Regions from separate parts of the Mus musculus genome. Here region 1 is linked to region 2. Evidence: chromatin contacts called from public Hi-C data. All regions are on one chromosome and are shown on one strand. The core of a region is the stretch at or near the end of the contact, and the rest is flanking DNA. Distances in the headings are between cores, read along the strand shown. Region 1 holds the start of Glrx3 (glutaredoxin 3). Region 2 overlaps Ebf3 (early B cell factor 3).

The links. Hi-C and Micro-C count contacts between places; a contact is called where the count stands out from the background.
Region 1: a Hi-C map of liver shows a contact between it and region 2, with 2.6 times the contacts expected there. The contact joins the promoter of Glrx3 here to the enhancer-like site in region 2. A contact is called at or near these places in 1 of 39 promoter capture datasets (the 3T3-L1 cell line) and 7 of 484 Hi-C or Micro-C datasets (the AML12 cell line, the AtT-20 cell line, the HL-1 cell line and 4 more).

The regions. Positions count from the first base shown.
Region 1 is chr7:137,433,443-137,439,574 of GRCm38.p6, reverse strand. It overlaps Glrx3 (glutaredoxin 3), which reads right to left and starts at 2,002. Exons shown (of 11, transcript NM_023140.5): 1 at 1,804-2,002. The coding sequence starts at 1,901.
Region 2 is chr7:137,217,382-137,223,721 of GRCm38.p6, reverse strand. All of the region lies in intron 10 of Ebf3 (early B cell factor 3), which reads left to right. Among named protein-coding and RNA genes, the nearest start is that of Gm10578, 14 kb to the left of the region's middle. Within about 2 kb of position 1,616, at least 35 of the 459 cell types and tissues checked have an H3K27ac peak or open chromatin away from gene starts, as enhancers often do. A contact at or near this core is called in the AtT-20 cell line, the N1E-115 cell line, liver and 1 more, where this site is marked.

The DNA.
Region 1 (6,132 bases), core at 753-3,252, 220 kb before region 2:
TGCATGCTTGTGGTGGACAGCTGCTTGCAGGCGATACAGCAATACACATAAAATGATGAAAAAATAATAATAAAACAAAAAAGTAGACTTCAACCCACACCAACCCTGAAAAGCCTTGACATGGAAATGGCTGCACCCACAAGTGCTATTTAGTATTCTTTTTTTTTTTTTAAAGATTTATTTATTTATTATAAATACACTGTACACTGTAGCTGTCTTCAGACACTCCAGAAGAGGGCATCAGGTCTCATTATGGGTGGTTGTGAGCCACCATGTGGTTGCTGGGATTTGAACTTCGGACCTTTGGAAGAGCAGTCGGGTGCTCTTACCCACTGAGCCATCTCGCCAGCCCGTATTTAGTATTCTTGATGGCTTCCTATCCTTCCCCAGGTGTCACTCCCCAGGTGTCACACAGCATTTCCCATGACCCATTCTGAACAGTCACTGCAGACGGGAACACTGTCTCCCGAGTCATCTCAGGCAGACACCAGTGACAAGAATACATGCAGATGGGTTTGCGGTTTGTTGCTGTTCTTGTCTTGCCCCCCACCCCCCTTGAGAGGAAAGAAATGTTTGTTTCCTGATTTTTTACAATAGGGTCTCCTTATATACCTCTGGCTAGCCTGAAACTCACTATGAAGATCAAACTGACCTTGAACTTGCAGAATAAATGGCATGCTAACTTTTACCCACTAAGGCCTGTTTAACACATGAAACATAAAGACAAACTAAGCATGTGAAACACACACACATAAAAGAATCTTCTCAGACGATTTAAGTTCAAGCTTTTCAGGACATGTCCACACAAGCCCTCATCACTTCAGGAGGCCATCTCTGACGTCCTCCGAAACGCCTGGTAAACGACCTGGCTGGATCCATCAGAAGTCAGCTTCTACTTAATGTTACTCTCATTCTCCCTTTTTCTTTTCTTTGGGGGGAAAAAAATTTAAAATCAAGTAAACCTGAAATGCGAAAGGGTTGGAAAGGACTGGTTTTGTTGTTGATGAAGATGAGTTGTTGTTTTCGGTGCTAGAAGTTGAACTCAGGGTTTCTTGTGTATTAAGCACTAGCTACACTGCCAGCCTCTGAATGAGCTATTGTAATTCTCCTCCATACTGTATGGAGTAGCAGATGTCAGCCAGTCAATCTGCCACCTGCCCACTCTGCTCAGTGAGGATACCAAGGCCCCCACATTAGTGGAGAGAGCTTCCGGTACGCCAACCACAAAACAGAGCTTTAACAGAACCGGTCCATTCACCCGGGAGGAAGCCGAAGGGGAGGTTAGGAAACTTGCCCCAGGATTACAAGCACATAAGGGGCTAAGGAGAGGTTGGGGATCCCCGGCAGTGGGCCCTGAAACCCCTCCCTCACCACTCTGCATGCAGATCAAGGCAGGGCAGCATCCTAGAGCGCCGAGGTCCTGGTTTCCCACGCATCCCCAGGGCTGGCCTCAGGAAGGCTTGGCCAAAGGCGAGGCGCGCGCACCCGGCCGCCGCAGACCCTCCCTTAGCCGGCTGGTGGTTCAGGAAAGCCCGGGACCCTAGCTGGGCCTGCAGGCTGGTCGCCAGCCAAGGCTTCCTTCAGGAGGCGCCACATGCGGGTCTCCGGAGGGCAGGTCCATTGTGCACGCGGGCCGCCGCGGGCCGCTTCCCTAGGAGGGGCTACCGCCGCGGCCCAAGTAGGGCCGCCGTTGGACCACGAGCTCAGCTCCGGACGTGCCGCGTTGGGAAGCCGCCCCCAAGTCCCGTGACCCCCCGGCCCGCCGCCCTCTGGTCCCCGGGCCCTCTCGCCGCCCCCGCGTACTTGGTTTTGAGGCGCAGTAGCTCTTCAAACTGCTGGGCAGAGCCGACTTCCACCACTGCCACGGCTGCCTCGCCTGCCTCGGCCGCCCCCGCCGCCATGCTGTCTCCGCCAGACACCAGCAGTCGAGCGCCGGAGGCTCGATAGGGCCGGACGGACACGCGAGGAGGCTGCGCACGGGGAAGCCACGCCCGCTGAGATCGGGGGCCCACCCCTGACACACTATGCCACGCCCTCCGGCACTGAAGGTCACGCCCTCGGACTGGGAGAACTGGGAGGCTCTGGGTTGGGCTAGCGGAGCCTCCTTGCTTTGTATTGGTGTGCTAACTAGCTAGATGCCTTGGCCCCTGGCTGTTGTAGCTCTGGAGCTCAGAAACCTGTAATAGGAAGGGATGTAAGTATGTGTGTATTGTAAATTAGAGTGAAGTCAGAATAGAACATTGGCAAGCTGAAATCTCACATGAAGCTGCATAAAGATGAACTAGGAAGTCTTAAGACTAAAAAAACAATAGTGTCTGAGCACAACCCTGATAGTCCTTGTACCTCAGTCCTGGAGGAAACTCGAACTCTTCTAGAGGTGCCCTCAGAACCCCATAATCAACCTTCAGTACAACTCTGTGACACCTGTTAGCCGTTGCAGCCTTGACACAAGACCTAAATGGCTCGCCCCATTGCCTCTAAGAACCGTTAGGCTCCTTTTTAGAGTTCCTGCACCTTCCCACCCAGGCCCAGCCTCCATGACCCTCTTACTAGAAGCTTCCCTGTACGGGCAGTGACTCGCCAGTGGTATCTTCTCCACACTCTTTCCCATGCTAAGGCAGGAAGTTCCTTAAGTTTGAGTCCAGCCTGGGCTCTACAGTGAGTTCCAGGCCAGCCTGAGTAACAGTAACAGATTACAGATTGAAATATTTTCGATCGATTGGGAATTAAATATGTCCTTTTACCTCTGCTCACTGAGCCATTTTAAAGAACACAGGAGAGTTGCTTGCGGTGGCCACTCCTGTATCCTATTGGCAGCCCTGCTCCTATGATTACAAAAGCCCTGGAAGCTGTGTCACACACATCTTGAGAAACACCCCTACTAAAAATGTGGATCACAGTGCTCCAAATGCAACAGGACAAATTGTTCTGCTTCTTGGCTGGGGGGGGGGGGGGCAGAACCCCAAACTTAGGACTGTAAGAAAATAAACATACGCCAATACCAATAAAGCCATAGAAACCTCAGAAAGACATCAGGGTCACACGCGGACATTAACATCCTGATTATAGTATTGTATTACAGGTTTGCAAGGTGCGATGGGTTGTATATGCTCAGCCCAGGGAGTGGCACTATTAGAAGGTGTGGCCCTATTGGAGTAGGTGTGTCACTGTGGGTGTGTGCTTTAAGGCCCTCATCCTAGCTCCCTGGAAGCCAGTCTCCTCCTGGCTGCCTTTGGAACAAGTGGTGGAACTCTCAGCTCCTCCAGCCCCACATCTGCCTGGATGCTGCTATGCTCCCACCTTGGTGATAATGGACTGAACCTCTGAACCTGTAAGCCAGCCCCAATTAAATGTTGTCCTTTATAAGAATTGACTTGGTCGGGGCTGGAGAGATGGCTCGGCGGTTAAGAGCACTGACCGCTCTTCCAAAGGTCCTGAGTTCAAATCCTAGCAACCACATGGTGGCTCACAACCATCCTTAATGAGATCTGATGCCCTCTTCTGGTGTGTCTGAAGACAGCTACAGTGTACTTACATATAATAAATAAATAAATAAATCTTTAAAAAAAAAAAGAATTGACTTGGTCATGGTGTCTGTTCACAGCAGTAAAACCCTAACTAAGACACAAGGTTTTATCATTGGGAGACAGTACACACATTATCTCTGTCTCGACACACACATCCTTTATATTTTGAAACAAGTTTTCATGTAGGCCGTGACGGCCTAGAGTTGATTATGAAGCCAAGACTGGCCTTGAACTCACGACCTGCTTGCTTCTACCTCCAAAATGTTGGACTTATATGTATGTACCACCTAGTTGATAATAAACTTACCTACTATGTGTACCTAGTTGGTAATAAATGTATTATTGTTTTTATTGAAATACATTCTTAAGTGGCACAAGCTGACCTCCAATTTGCTGTGTAGCTGAAGTTTGTCGTGCTCTCCTGATCCCCCTGCCTCCACCATCCAAGTCCTGGGCTTACAGGCATGTGCTTCCAGACCCAGCATTTTTCTTTTTCATATTAAGTATATATGAATCTACATCTTTGAATAAAGAGTTGACTGAAAACAAAGACTGTAGAGAACTCTTTGGAGGTAAAATGCAAGAGAAAAGAGGGCCTGGCTTTAGTATGAAACCTTGCCTTCATAAAAGAATAAGAAATAAAATAAAGACTGGATACCCACTGGGATGGTTTGTATATTCTTGCACCAGGGGGTGGCACCATTTGGAGGTGTGGCCTTGTTGGAATAGGTGTGACCTAGTTGGAGTAGGTGTGTCACTGTGGGTGTGGGTTTAAGACCCTCACACTAGTTGACTGGAAGTCAGTCTTCCACTAGCAGCCTTTGGATGAAGACATAGAACTCTCAGCTCTGCTTGTGTCATGCCTGCCTGGATACTGTCATGCTCCCACCTTAACGATAATGGACTGAACCTCTGAACCTGTAAGCCAGGCCCAATTAAATGTTGTTTTTATAAGACTTGCCTTGGTCATGGTGTCTGTTCACAGCAGTAAAACCCTAACTAAGACACCCACTCTGATTGCTATATTTAAGTATATAAACTATATAGCTGAATGTGACATAGAGAAAGGTCTGCCCAAAGCTCCCCAAAGTGTGAGAGCTTGCTAGGCAAGAATGAGAGCTGGGGTGCTAATGGGAGGCCCTTCATTCTTTAACCCATTAGTTCCCCACCTGTGGGGTTTGACTTGTTTGGGCTCACATATCAGATATCCTCCATATCAGATACTTATGTTATAACTCACAACTGTAGCAAATTCACAGTTATGATGTGGCAGTGGAATACTTTTATGGTTAGGGAGTCACTACAGCATGAAGAACTGTATTAAAGGGTCGCAGCATAAGGAAGGTTGAGAACCACTGCTCTGTATCTGCTTCTTCCTGCCTTCAAAGAATTCAGACTGCCTCTGTCACATGAAGTTAGTAAAATTGTAATTCAGAGAGGAGATGTGTTGTAGAGTTCTTTTTTTTTTTAAGATTTATTTATTGTTATGTGTAAGTACACTGTAGCTGTCTTCAGACACACCAGAAGAGGGCATCCGGTCTCATTACAGATGGTTGTGAGCCACCATGTGGTTGCTGGGATTTGAACTCAGGACCTTTGGAAGAGCAGTCAGTGCTCTTACCCACTGAGCCATCTCTCCAGCCCTAGAGTTCTTTTTTTAAGGCTGCGTCACCCCACTCCCCATCTGTCAGTTTTACAAATTCTGGCTTTCCCTCTAAATGGAATTTGCTGCAAGTGGCAGACACAAGCTGCAGAGGGGCTCTCACTTTGGGAAAACCACAGGAAATATCCTGAGGAACTTTCCAATCACCCTTTCTGCAGTTACCACTGCTAATATTGATAACCCAAGAGGCCACAGGTGACTTCATGCCTAGAAAATGCTCTGACTTCAGCATCTAAGACTAGCGAGCTCAGGATGGGCCAAGATGCATTTTAGAAAGCTAATGTGTGGTATCTGAGATGGCTCAATGGGTAAGAGCACCCGACTGCTCTTCCGAAGGTCTGGAGTTCAAATCCCAGCAACCCCATGGTGGCTCACAACCATCCGTAATGAGATCTGACTCCCTCTTCTGGAGTGTCTGAAGACAGCTACAATGTACTTACATATAATAAATAAATAAATAAATAAATAAATAACAAATAAATCTTAAAAAAAAAAAAGAAAGAAAGAAAGAAAGCTAATGTGGCCAGGCAGTGGTGGTGGCACACACCTTTAATCCTAGCACTTGAGAGGCAGAGGCAGGCAAATTTCTGAGTTCAAGGCCAGCCTGGTCTACAGAGTGAGTTCCAGGACAGCCGGGGCTATACAGAGAAACCCTGTCTCGAAAAATTAAAAAAAAAAAAGTTCCCATAAAATCAGGCTCTGAGCGAGCCTGTAGAGCATTTTCTTAGTGATTAATGGGGGAGAGTTCAGCCCATTGTGGGTGGTACCATCCCTATGCTGGTGGTCCTGGGTTCTATAAGAAAGCACATTGAAGCTGGGCGTGGTGGCACATGCCTTTAATTCCAGCACTCTGGAGGCAGAGGCAGGAGGATTTCTGAGTTCGAGGCCAGCCTGGTCTACAAAGTGAGCTCCAGGACAGCCAGGGCTATACAGAGAAACTGT
Region 2 (6,340 bases), core at 367-2,866:
TTTGGGGGAATCGGGATAGTCTTGGCCTCTGGGAAAGTCTAGAGGTTGAAGGAAAAGTTCCTCTAGATTTTGAGAATATGTTAAAACAAAAAGAGAGAAATGGGACATCTTTTAAAAGCCGTGTGCAGGTGGCCCCCCAAACTATTATACCTCTCCTTATTTCTGATTTCCTCTGGGGAGATGGTCTTCCACCATCCTCACTAGTGTTTCCTTACCTTCAGTGCATTGTTCACTGAGCATGTGCAGTTCTGCACTGTATTATTACCGAATGGGCTTCACACTGGATAGTCTTTGTACTAAGTCTCTGGCCAGAAACTTCAGGCTATTGAGGCAACAGGCCCTATGCAAAAACTTAGACTATTTAACTAGATGACCCAATGCCTCAGGGTACTGGCTGTTGGCCCATGTTGACTTGAACTCCTCTGAGTTCAGTTTTCTCTCCTCACTTTTTCATGGGGTTTTGGCAAGGATCAAGGGCAACTCAACGTGTCTGACATACAGAGGGCACTTGGTAAGTAGTATCAGCAGTGGAAAGTTAGCGACAGCTTGGACTTCCGCTGAGGTCCGTGGGGTCTGTTCATGGTTTGAGCTCCTTGAATGTGGAGATCTTGTGCACTTGTTCTTGTACTGACAGCGAGCTGAGGGACACATGGCAGGGTTGGGTGTGGAGTGAGTCCCTATGCTGCTCATGTGGCCTGGCTTGGCTGGTGGCACCCAAGTGAGCCTGTGTCCACAGTTGGCAAGCCTGGCCTGCTTCTCACCAGCCTGTCCTCCTTGTTCTCTAGTGAGATTGTTAGGAGGGTCTGCTGGTTTCCTTAGGGGCTGCTCTAGGCAAGTTCTTCCCTGAGTCTTTGTATTCTTGGGGTTTTGGTTTGAATGTTGAAGATGACTGATTTTTAGAAGTGCCCCCTCATGCCCCCTCTCTCTTTAAAAAAAAAAAACAACAAAACTTTTACAAGCAGTTTTAAGGCACAGAGATTCAGGTCCTGATTTTCTTCCTTTGCCCGTGTCTGTCCCCAGTGCTACAGATAGGTCCTGGTTTGAACACTTGTGAACAAATGCAGGTGTGGAGGGTAGGAGGAGTTGCTTGTCATTGGCTGGCAGGACCCATAGGGCCCATTTGGTAGCTGTCCCTATTATCAGCTCTCCAGGACAGGTGGGTAGGGAAGGGTGCTCTCTGAAGCTCCTTGCTCTCTGGCTCGGTGGAATGCCCTCCTTGACCAGAATGTCCATTGCCTCCCAAAGGACAGCAGTGTCTCCTGAGCTTGTTATAACCTCACGACAAGCCTTTCTGGAGGCTTAGTGTCCATCCTGCGTGGTTGCATCTACTTTCAACCTGACTAGACTTCTTAGGTCCAAGACTCAGGTCCTCCTGCCCTGGGATTGGAGATTTCCTGTTTCCTCATGTGTGAGCATTTGTTTCAAGGCTGTACAAGCTCAGCCCTTCCAAACTAACTAGCTAGCTAGCTAACTAGCATATGTGTGTGTGTATGTGTGTGTGTGTGTGTGTGTGTGTGTGTGTGTGTGTGTGATCATTACCAGGAATATACATTTCACATGTGTGTAAGGGATACAGGGCTTTATACTCTCAGGGAGCTGAGGAAAGGTGGGGTCATAACCTGTCTGGCCTGGAAGCTTCTGTCTGATTTGCATTGCCCTGAAATTGATGGGGACAATGAGGTAATCACAGGGACTCCCTCTCCCCAATGAAAACTGAGCCAGTCCTTCTGGATGTCACAACATGGGCGCCATCCCCTGGGCGTCTGTTTCCCATCAGTGTGCCCAGGCCCCGGAGGCTGCTGGGACACCTTCACATTTAACCTTCCCGGCATGAAGCCAGCTGTGGGGCTGCAGGGCCACTGGATAATGAACCTGGGCTTGGAGGAGGGGCTGCCACTAGCCTGCCAAAGGCTGGGAGGGACTTGGCAGAGGTCTAAATGAGCTGTTTACAGTGACCTGAGAAACACCAGATTTTTCAAAACCAGACCCTATTAGTCAACCCAGAGTGGTCGTGCTCAGCCTCTGCCCCTGGAAGGGGAAGGCTGGCCAGGCCCCATCCATCTAGCCCCTTGGCTGCCGTTCATAGTCCCTCTCAAGTCACAATTACCTTGGGAGACTGTGGCGGTTCAGTTGATTAGCACGGTGAATTAAAAGAATGAGCCACAAATGACATGTCCAGCTCTTCCATAGGAGTTCTCTGTATTCCCAGCGAGCCTCACCCCTGCTGTAAGAAGGTCAGAAATTAGAGAGAGAGAACAATTTCCAAGCGGCTAGCACTTAGAAGCAGAATTAACAGTCACTGTGTATGTAATTGCCAGTTAATAGTAAATTGCCTTTAGACTGTAAAATGCAATATAAACTGGTGGGCACCTAAAATTAAATTAATGAGATATTTGCTGCATTTAAAAGTGAATAGTTCAAATTAATAACCAAGTGCAATGCTTGTTTTAATATTTGTCTAATAGCATACCATTGACTTGTTTAATAATAATTAAACAGTCCCGCAGTTGCCTACCTGAGGAACTTACCATATAGGCAAAATCGAGCAGCTTTTGCTCTCATATTTTTACTGCTACAAACACATTGCATTGTTAAGAGTAATAAAAGAAATTATTTTTTAATTAGAATAGAAACGTTATGGCATTACCTGATTAAGTTGGGTTGGAATTTGTAAGCTTCTAATTGAGATTATGTTCTCATGAAAACGCCTTTTGCAGGCCTGTTCTCAAGTATGAAGTGTATTGGGTGGGGGGAGGGAAGGATGGAGAGAGGGGGAGAGGGAGGGGGGCTTACAATGGACATTTGGCAAAATGTTTCCTGATTAGCAAAGGAGCAGAGGCTGCTGCTGTGGCCTGGGTTTAAGCCTAGTTCACGAGACACCAGGAATGGCATTTGGGGGCTTTTTTGGCTGACCTCCTGCCCTGAAGTTTGATTGACCCACCCTCATTTTAGAGAATTCTTTTTTGCTCAATTAAAGAAATTATCACAAATTACCGGGAGTCAACATGTCGCCAGTAACAGACTGAGCCCAGTCACTCAACAAGATGCTGGCAGGCAGCATAGGCCCATCTAAAGTGGACACACGGTGGATATCTGGAAGGGCCCCAGGTCTGTGATGCGTTCATTGGATGGGGATCTTTTCATACAGACATGTGTGCATTTGATGTCAGGCTTGGGAGACCATCCCTCAGTCAGTAATTGCAAGCAGTTTCTGTTCTCTCTGATAGTGTTTAGGTTTGTCTTTTTAGAAAGAGGTTGTACTGTGTTTTAAAACTGGCTTCATATTGAGGGGTGCCAGCTCCACCCTGGCTTCACGTTGAGGGGTGCCAGCTCCATCCTGCACCTGTCAGGAGACAGTTTCACTCTTGTTGAGTCTCCTGGCTGGCTTCCACCTTCCATGTCATTTCTCCTTACCTGGGAAAACCCTTGTGTTTCTGGCACGTGGAAAGGTTGCTTGTGAATATTTAGACATGGTTCTGTCCACACTATGGATTTCAAACACCCTTCACCACAGCCGGACAGCTCCAGTTTCCTCTCTCCCTGGCCTGTGGTCCTCCCAACCAATCATTTGTATCCGCAGAACAAATGATTCTAAATTGCCGCCCACGATCCGTGCCGTTTGCATTCTGCTAAACCGAATGTTAAACACAAACCACCCAATTATTTCAGCCCTACACTCCAAGCCACTGCTGTGCACAATCCAGGAACACATCCTATCCTACTGGCTGCAAGAATGTGGGGCTTTTGACCCAGAGTCATGAGAGATTCCACCTCCCCTGCCAAAGTCAACCAGACACCCGACTTCCCTTTCCTGTCTCCAGTGGGTGTGCCTGTGGCCATACCTGTCACCCATGATGGTGGTCCCTGTTGGGTGTTTCAGAATGTCTGTATCCTCATCACACCCAGCCATCTCCTGGTAATGGATGCCCCTGGATACATTGACCCTTATGTCAAATTACTGGTCTTAAAGGTTAGCATGGGGCTCCACTGTCAGCTCAGGCCATCTTTAGGCTCTCAAATTTGAAACTTTATCCAGCTATTCCATGACTCAAATAGCACCACCTTCCTCCCAGCCTCACCGCACTCTTGCTTTTTGCCACATGTGTAAGCATGGATAGCGGAGGGTGGTAATTTTGTGTTGTTTTTCACAAGGACTAGGTGGTAAAGCTTCCGGGCCTCAGCCCCTTCCCCTGGGAGTGGGGACTGAAGGCTGTGGCTGGGTCCCTATGAGCCTCAGGCAAGGAGGTAGCATTCACCTGGTGTCCTCCCTTGGGTGGCACCTGGCTCTCCCTGGCGAAGCTGCTGTGTGCCAAGAGGGTGCTGGGGGTATGGCTGGAGAACATAGCCTTTAAAGAGGGTTGTGTGAAGGCTCCCTATCCCTGCGGTCTCCTCTTTCCTGTCTCAAAGGAGGGCAGGAGAATGAGGCACAGCACAAGTAGACAATTTGTCCTAATCAGTGACACCCATTTACCAGAATTGCTTAAAATGAACTATACCTCATACAGAAATCGCACATTTAGAGAGTTCCATTCATCATGTGAAAATTGAGGGCCAGTAAACTTTTCTGCCCCTCCAGTGGGATCATAGGCATGCATCAAAATGTTAAAAATGATTGGTGAGACGGGGCTGTCACCCATTTATCAAGGAAAAGAACATTATTTGCTAATTTCCCAACCAGGCTGGTGACAGGGTGCTTCGTCTTTAGACCCACGGTGACCAGCGTGGCCTTTTTGTTATTAGTACAAGTCAAGTGCTTTTGGGCTGTTGCTAAGAAGACACATTTGTCTGTCACCACAGAGGCTTTGGTTGCTTTCCAGCTGGCTGTGACCAGGTCTGCTCCATGTGCCCGATTGGCTGTGTATGTTGGGACTGCGTGAACCCAAGAGGGGAGACGGACTGATAAATCACAAAGTTCCCATACCAAGGTGAAGGTATTGACTTCGCAGCCCACCTGACAAGACGTGGCTTCGAGGAGACGGCCATTTGTCTTACCCAAAGGACAAAAGGGTCGTTGGCTTCACTTAGGGTGGGCACGTTGTGGATGGGAGAGACAGGCCTGACCCTCTTTCTTTGACATAGGCAGTGTCCCTGTTTCCTATCCCCCCGCTTCCGGCAGCACTATCTAGGGGAGTTTTATTTCCAGTTCTGGCTGGGAAAGACACTGAGGGTAGTGGGGAGTGGAGGACCGACATGAACTAATGGCCATTTAAAAAGTACAGCACAATGAAGGTGACCAAGCAAAGAATAAGCAGGACAAAAGAATAAGGTTTAAGGTACAATGGCAGCCAGGTCATTCCAGGGAGCCCTCCAGCGGTTGATCATGAGAACCAATGCAGCTGCGGAGCCAACATCTTGATGGAGAACTTTAAAAGGAAGTGGTGATTCTGACACTGAGGAGGAGGGGAGATAAACTGCCCATTGGCCCTATCATGGTGACAAGGGGTATGGCTACTCCTCGGTTCTTGGACTCATAGCCTAGAGCTTGAGCTTCCTCCCACAAAGTCCATCCCCACATGTATGGTGGACGTGAGGAGATGGTGGGAGAGTGTTTTACTCTGGAGTGTTCTGTGCAGGCTGGCTCCTGGAAGAACTAGAGTGAGGTCCCTGTGTGTCTCCATTAGAAAGCTTGTATTTCTAGACGGTCTTAGGTCTTGTCCATGTCCAGTGGAGTAGAACAAGACTTGGGATATGCAGAAACATCCGAGAAAAGATACATTCAAAGAACTGTTGCTTGACTTCTGGGCCTTTTAAATTTGTTGTAGAAAATTATCAGGATCCAACTTTCTTCCCTTTGGGTGATTTTTAATTCAACAACAAAATGGAAGTCTGAGGTGCAGATCGTTGATCCTGAATAACTACAAAGGTTCCTGTGGCCCTGAAGAGGAGATGGGATTCACCCTATTTGGGTTTTGCAGGCATGGGCTGACAGACTGGTGCATATCTGTTGAAGGTGCAGAAGGGATCATGTGACAATTTAAAACACAAACTCTATGGGGACCAGGAGCCATTGTAGATCTTGGTATACATTAGGCCCAGAGGAGTTTTTATTTGTTTGTCTTGAAGACATAGCATTATCATGAGTCCTTTTTTTTTCTTTGACTCTAGTTAACTAAATTCTCTCCTCAAGCATCACTTCCCAACATTCCACATGTGGAAACCCGACTGCTAGGTTATGAGGCCCTGAGATCTCTGAGCCTTTGTAGTTCTAGATCTGTCCCTCTAGGAATCCCGTGACCACAGAGAAGTTGGATGTCTGGAAAGCTATGAGGTTGGGTTTGGGGGTTAGGCTAGAGTTCTGTTCCATCTTTTTTGCCTCCTCCCCTTTATCTCTGACTGACAT